2 separate regions of the Rattus norvegicus genome follow, and region 1 is linked to region 2. The links are chromatin contacts, called in public Hi-C maps. All regions are on one chromosome and are shown on one strand. The core of a region is the stretch at or near the end of the contact, and the rest is flanking DNA. Distances in the headings are between cores, read along the strand shown. Region 1 overlaps Rpl12-ps2 (ribosomal protein L12, pseudogene 2). Region 2 overlaps Rpl12-ps2 (ribosomal protein L12, pseudogene 2).

Region 1 (3,347 bases), core at 82-2,581, 200 kb after region 2:
CCTCCTAAGAGTATGAGAGGGGTGTTATTGCCCAACTCTTTGACTGTGGATCTGAGGTTAAGGCTAAATTTCATAAATCTTAAACTGTATGAAAATACAAATCAAAGTAGCACAAAAACATCATGTCACATTCATTAGTATGTCTGAGATCACGTTGACAAGAATGTGCAGAAATGAGACCTTTATATATTCCTAATGGGTTATAAAATCATGCACCCGCTTTAGAAAACAGTTTCTCAGTTCTTCAAAATATTAATCAGAAAGCTGCATATGATCTCACAATTCTCCTAAAATATAGTGGAGATTATTAAAAATAACTCGTCTTTATAAAAGCCTAAGAATAAATGTTCTTAAGTATAAATGTTATTCATAAAGTTAGAATTGAGATAGCCCAAATATTGAACATGTGTTGAATAAAGAAAATTTTATATACAAGGAGATATTATCTATCGAGTCTACAAAAAATTATATTAGCTGGGTATAGTAACACATGCTTGTCATATGAGTACTTGGAATGTTGAGGCAGAAGGATTATAGTTTTAGGCTACTATGTACTACACAGCAAATCAAAGGTCCTTCTGTATAGTTCTGGGTTAGCTTGGGCTATTATGGTGGTTGGTATATGCTCAGCCCAAGGAGTGGCACAACTAGAAGGTGTAGCCTTGTTGGAGTAGGTGTGTGGGCTATAAGACCCTCACCCTAGCTGCCGGAAAGTCAGTCTGTCACTAGCATCCTTCAGAAGATGTTGAACTCTCAGCTGGTTGAATGAGATAGAAGCCTTTCTGGTGAAGTGGGCCTTCCTGTCCCTGGAGGAGCATAGCCCAGAGAAGAAGACATTAGGTAACTTTTAAAATCACCCAGGTGACTCATTAATGACAACTTGCATTGTGTTTGACAATGTGCTTTCTTTCTTTCCACACCCACTGATAGCTGAGTGCCACCTTTTACAGGACAGCCACTCACTGAGCTAATATATATCCATTCATTCCTTTACTCACTTAACAATTAATAACTGAGCTATAAAGTATGTGTCTGGCCCCATACTAGTATAGGTGACTCAGGACAGTGCAGAAAGAAGCCTGGGTCTTATCCTTCACAAGGCGCACATTAATCAAGTTAAACAGATGACTGTAAAATTATCACAAAGGGACTGGCCCACTTCACCCAAAAGACATCTATCTATCCCATTCAACCAGCTACTGATGTGGGAAATTTTCTTTCCTCTCATTCATAGTCAGAGATCAAAGTTAAGGGTACAGATGTATTTCCTCAGCTAGATAGATAAAAATACACTAGTCCAAGAGTCAACAAAGCTGGACTTTAGTCTTGCCTTGGCTTTGGATGTGGGAATAGGACAGGAAGGGAAGTGGGGTAAGAGTGCAGCCTTCTCAGCGTTCAGAGATACAGAGAAGTGGAGCATAAGCCACTGACAAGTCAGATAAGGCGCTTACAGCCTGAACCTCGTCATAATTCTCCTGCCATCAAGTCTACCTTCTTTTGGCCCCATTTGCTCTCTGCTCTGAGGTTGAAAGATCATAAGTCACATGGGCAGGTTAGGAACATCTCAGCAACCAGTGACCGTTGGCTCTCCCAGTGGTGTTTCCCTCTGTAGTGTGGAGGTGTAGTTTATTGTCTTCTGTGAACTACTTTCATTTCATTTCCTGGGCTGCTACCATAGTTTTCAACAGTCTTAACTGCTAGCTCATGTTCACCTTTTGAACTAGCCTAGTTCCCAAGATCCTATATTGTATGTATATTTTATCTTTAAACTTTATTTTTTTTCCTTTGAGACAGGGTCACAGGCTAGCCATCAACTCTCACCAATTCTATATAAAGTCAAGAAAAACCTGAAGCTTCAGGTTCTCCTTCTCTTCCTGAGTGCTAGGATTACAGGAATAAACCATAATATCTGGTGAATACAATGCTGAGGACTGAAACCAGGGCTTCATGAATAGTAGGCTAGCAGGTGAACCAGCAGTGAGCTACATCCCCTGAAGTGTATTAAAGTTGCTAAACATACAGTTTTATGAAGTGGAGTGTTATAAAATCGGCGTGTATATGACACATACAGATTAAGCTGTATTTACATATAATAAATGTTATAACTTTATTATATGTAAAATAAGCCTTAACAGTATTTCCAATCCCCACTCCTCCTTGAAGAATACTTCTTTCTAAGCCTGATATGGGGGCCCTCAAGAGGCAGGTGGATTAATTGTGAGTTCTAGTGCACCCTGGGCTGCAGAGTGAAGCCCTGCCTTAAGAAAATGAAAAAAGAAATCTCTTCTTGTTTTCTTTATGTATTTATCACTTATCTAATTATCTCTTTTTTTTAAAGGTTGGCTTTGCACCTTTTGGTTCTAGATTCCATTTAAGACTCTTATGTATTATTGCCTATAGGCGTAATGTGTCAATATTGCTTATATGTTTTACCTAGAGATTGAACATCTCACAATTTGCTTATATATTCCACTGTTGGGGCTATGAGGGTTGCTTCCAGTTTTAAATCAGCACCAATATCATTTTAAAATGCATTCTTTAGGCCCCTTGTGTTGGGGGGAGGGGTTTTGGTGCCCTTTCTTTCTTAATTGTAGTGCCTCTTGAACATTTTCTGACAATTCTTTACTTCCCATCAGAATGAGTTCACTCTTTCTGCATTACGAACCATTTGAGTAAATATAATGGTTTGAAACAATAAACATTTATTATCTCACACACCCACTTGTGTAGGTCAGGAATTCGGGAGTGCCTTATCTGAGTGGTTCTGGCTTAGTCTTTCATGAAGTCGCAGTCACTGTGTCTGCCAGGCTGCAGTCATCTGAAGCCTTATCTGCTGCCAAAAGATTCACACTTGGGGAGCACATGAACATGCCTGTAAGTTAATGTCGACTGTTGGCAGGAGACGTCAGTTCTTATCCACATGGACGCCTCCTGAGAGCCGTCCTGAGTGTCTTCATGACATGGCTGCTGACTTCCTGGAAAGTAGGTCATCTAGGAGAGCAAGTCAAGACACAGCCCCTCTTATGATCCAGCCTTGACCATTCTGTCCGCTGTGTAACATTCGTTATGAATGGAGCAACAAGTGCAACTTAGATACAAGAGGAGGAGGATGAGACTCGTTTTTTGAAGGCTAGAGTGTGTGTTTTAAAGGGACATGGACTGGGTTCTGGATTGGGGGTTTTCGTTTGGTTTGGGGGTTTTTGATTTTGGGGTTTGGGGATTTGAGTTTTACTTTTTATTTTTTGGTTTTTTGGGTGGAGGTTATTAGTTTGTTGGTTTGGGGTTGTTTTATTTTGAGACAGGGTCTTTCTATATAGTCCTGGCTGTTCTGGAACTCTCTGTATAGA
Region 2 (3,498 bases), core at 907-3,406:
TGCAGGGAATGGTAGAATGGATCCTGACCTATTGTCAATGCTTGGTACTGCTCTGTAATACGGAAGGCTATGAACCAGAGGTAAGGTGGGAGTCAATATCACAAAACAGAGCAAAACAGAAAAACAAGCTAATGCTTCGCAGGGACCTCTGAATGATGCCTGAGAGGCCACACGCCTGGCTCGTGGAAGGTGGGGCCCAGGGCTTCACACATGCTAACAATGCCAGGCCCTCATTCCAGGAATTCTGTACTGAGGAAAGGATATTTATTACCTGCATCTTGACAACTGTGGGCTGATGTCATTATTCCAGTTATCATTATCAGCTTCCAGCAGAATCATTTACATATTCAATTACACAGGATAATTTTTAATGACAAATGGCCCAGGCCAGGTTGACGATAACTTGCGCTAGCTGACCCTATACTGACAGACTCAGGGAAGGCATTATTATGGTTGCATCCTCTTACAGCTGCTCTGCTTTCTCTCACAGTTCTAAAACTCCTGGCAATTGCGATCCTACTTTCCCCAACTCCCTTCCAGTCTGCCCCCAGCATAGCCCGACCTTGCCCTCCACCCTCACCCACTCACTCCCGTGTCTCTATGATCAGAACAGCCAACCACAACAACGCTTCAACTGGCAGGAAACAGTCTTCACACTCTTGGGATTTCCTATTATGTGATGTGCAACCTTTTCCAGAAACAATCGAATCTAAAAATAGAAACTGCCTGGATTCACCTTCATCTCAGCACAATGACTCCATGGCTGCTGTAACTGGCCTTGAAGCAGTGCCAGGCCCTTTGAAATACAGACTCATCAGTGTAAATGAAGGAAGCACTTCCAGGGACTCCTGAGCTTGCTGGCGAGCTAGGGGAGGCTGCTGTTTACTTATTCCCCATTCTTTGTTATTTTGTTGACTTTTGCCAGGAAAGCCTGGGTAGGAGGAAGGAAAGCAAGAAGAAGTAAGTGGAGGAGCTCAGAGGGGTGAAGAAGATTAGCAAGCAGGATTGGTGACTCCTAGACTAGACTCCAGAGGTATTAGGTGAGTTTTTGGAGGCTGTGTTTGAACTGGAGAAGAGAGGGAAGGAAAAGCAGATTGAAACAGGATTTTCAGCGGCCCACATAGCTGGAGTGTCTGGGCTTTCACAGCTGGTTCATGGCTTCCGGAAATGGAGAAGGAAGGAGAGTCAGTTTTAACGTCACCACCAGGGTCAGCAGTTACTGTTTCTCTCTCACAATCCCCTGAGTTCTCATTCTCTTCTGTGTGGAGGAGGAGACTGAGGAAGGGACAAAAGACTAGAGAGGAAGGAAGCATCTGCCTGAGACAAGAAAAGAAGGGGTGGTTAATCGGACACGGCCCCTCAATAAAGACCGGGATCCCACTGGTATGTGTGACCCTGGGAGAGAAACTGGGAGTTTTCAACAGTGATGCTAAAAGCCACGACCTGGGGATTCAAAAGCAAATAGAAAAGAGACAAGACCCAGGAGACCGGAGCTTGAAGTTCCCGTAGGAGAAACAAGCTGAATATAAGGTCTTCCCAGGCTCGACTCCGAGGTAAACAGCCTGTGTCCTGAGCCCAGTCCTTCCCACCACCAAGCTGGGTGACTTGGAAGTCCTTGTTTCCTTTCCCTGGGCTGTGACCCATTTCATAAGGTAGTGGCGAGGGTTACACGAGGTGGGAACGAACATCTCTATCTCCTTCGTTGTGTTCAGGGGCTCTGTGGGTAGAGCCGAGACTCACCCAGAAAGATGTGGTTGGTAGAAATTAACTTTCACAAGAAGCCGGGCCTGGATGGAGAAAGAAGACAAATTAAAAGAAAAATGGCAATGGGGAGGGAACCAGGTGCTTGTATACATGGTGCCTTGGGTACTCAAGGGGACGTGGGAAATTTCTCTCTGAACAAGCACCCGGTAAATACAGAAGATCAATAAAACCAAATTACTACTGCTCTGCAGCCACCAAAGAAGCAATGAAGGTAAACAGTGACCATTATATCAATATATAAGTTATTGCCTTTCCGCCCTAAGTCCACCCTTTCAGTACCTGTTCGGAGGTCATTCATTGAACGAACTCCAAACACTTCTTCCCATTGCGCATGATCTGACACTTCATCAGTAGAGGGCACTAAAGAGACACAGCAACAAGGGGCTTTCCTCTTGGTTTTACTCCTGGTGTCTGACCTCCAGCAGTGCTCTTGTAGGTTCCTCAGCCATGCCCTGTGCCATCAAGATCCCTACTGTGTACGGTCCTTCTCCCAGATTCTCTGCCTGAACTCAGGGACCCCTTTGCCTTTGCTCTCATGAAGTACAAGTTTCACACGTACAGTGGAGTCCGACCTCCTACCCACTTTCCACCTATGGCTGGACTTTGTTTTTTAAAGCCCTCCAAGTGTGAATGCTTCACACGAGGCCTTACACTTCCTATTGTGTATGGTAAGTAAACAGCCTTAGCCTCAGCTTACCTGTGCCTTTTGGGCCCTTCCCTTCTTGCATGGCAACTATGAACGTATGGACGGGCACCTGCCAGATAGCCTAGTGTCCCCAACTACTGGCTAGTGTGCCTCAAGCCTTCCTCTTCAACAATGTCAGAAGCCCAGCCTTAGGGGGAGCCCCTATTTCAGGGTTGTTTTTCTTTGATATTCTCCCTCAGATATAGGGTGGCCTTTAGAGGCAACTTTACATCTCCACAGCTATTATTTTAATAATTCTGTATGTTCAAATTTCTGTTATTTAAATTACTGATTAGTTTTCTGTTTCCCAAAGTCAGCCATGACACAGGTATGTGTTGGGGGATAGTGGTTGGGCTAACTTCACAGAGAGACAAAGAAATCACCTGGTCTTGCTGGAGATCTATAACAAAGAACATAGCAGTTCAAGTGTTCTTGACAAAATATCAAGCGTGGTTGCTGCCAAGACTTGGATCTAACCAAACATTTGGGAGGAGAGAAACATGTTCAATGATACCATTCGATATGATCACAAGATCAAGGCTTAAGAAAACTTCATAGGAAAAACAATCAGAATTCTCGAGTGACAGAGGGAAGAACCTGCCTGTCATCTGTCTAGAGAGTTACTCTGTCCATCTGTCTACCTATCGATTGTCTGTCTGTGGATTTTTATCCAATCAGAACTAAGGTTTGTCTGTCTATGAGTTTTTATCCAATCAGAACTAAGGACTTCATTGCACACTGATTCCAGAAAAAAAAGTTGAGGCAAATGAATATAACTGTCGGGATATTTGATAATACTAATTATCTTTTTAAAAAAGAAATAGTGAAGGAAATATGAATGCTAGATATTTGTGGACATTATGAAAAGTCTCTTTATGTTTATGTGTGAGTGGTATGGGGGAATTTTCTTCAAAGTAATAGTTGTATGGGATACAGGAGTATGGGGGACTGTATTGTGCAGGACTTGATAATATTGAAGCTAGTGATGAATACACGTGTTCATTAAAACATTTTTTTTCCCATTAGAGGTAGCGTCTCATTGTATAACC

What was found. Hi-C and Micro-C count contacts between places; a contact is called where the count stands out from the background.
Region 1: a Hi-C map of liver shows a contact between it and region 2, with 3 times the contacts expected there. The contact joins two enhancer-like sites. A contact is called at or near these places in 5 of 12 Hi-C or Micro-C datasets (the A7r5 cell line, Schwann cells, kidney and 2 more).

Annotation. Positions count from the first base shown.
Region 1 is chr2:144,743,035-144,746,381 of GRCr8, forward strand. The region is part of intron 1 of Rpl12-ps2 (ribosomal protein L12, pseudogene 2); the gene reads right to left. Among named protein-coding and RNA genes, the nearest start is that of Rpl12-ps2, 42 kb to the right of the region's middle. Within about 2 kb of position 1,332, at least 4 of the 93 cell types and tissues checked have an H3K27ac peak or open chromatin away from gene starts, as enhancers often do. A contact at or near this core is called in liver, where this site is marked.
Region 2 is chr2:144,545,740-144,549,237 of GRCr8, forward strand. The region is part of intron 1 of Rpl12-ps2 (ribosomal protein L12, pseudogene 2); the gene reads right to left. All of the region lies in intron 1 of LOC120100827 (a long non-coding RNA gene), which reads left to right. Among named protein-coding and RNA genes, the nearest start is that of Kmt5al1, 110 kb to the left of the region's middle. Within about 2 kb of position 2,157, at least 6 of the 93 cell types and tissues checked have an H3K27ac peak or open chromatin away from gene starts, as enhancers often do. A contact at or near this core is called in liver, where this site is marked.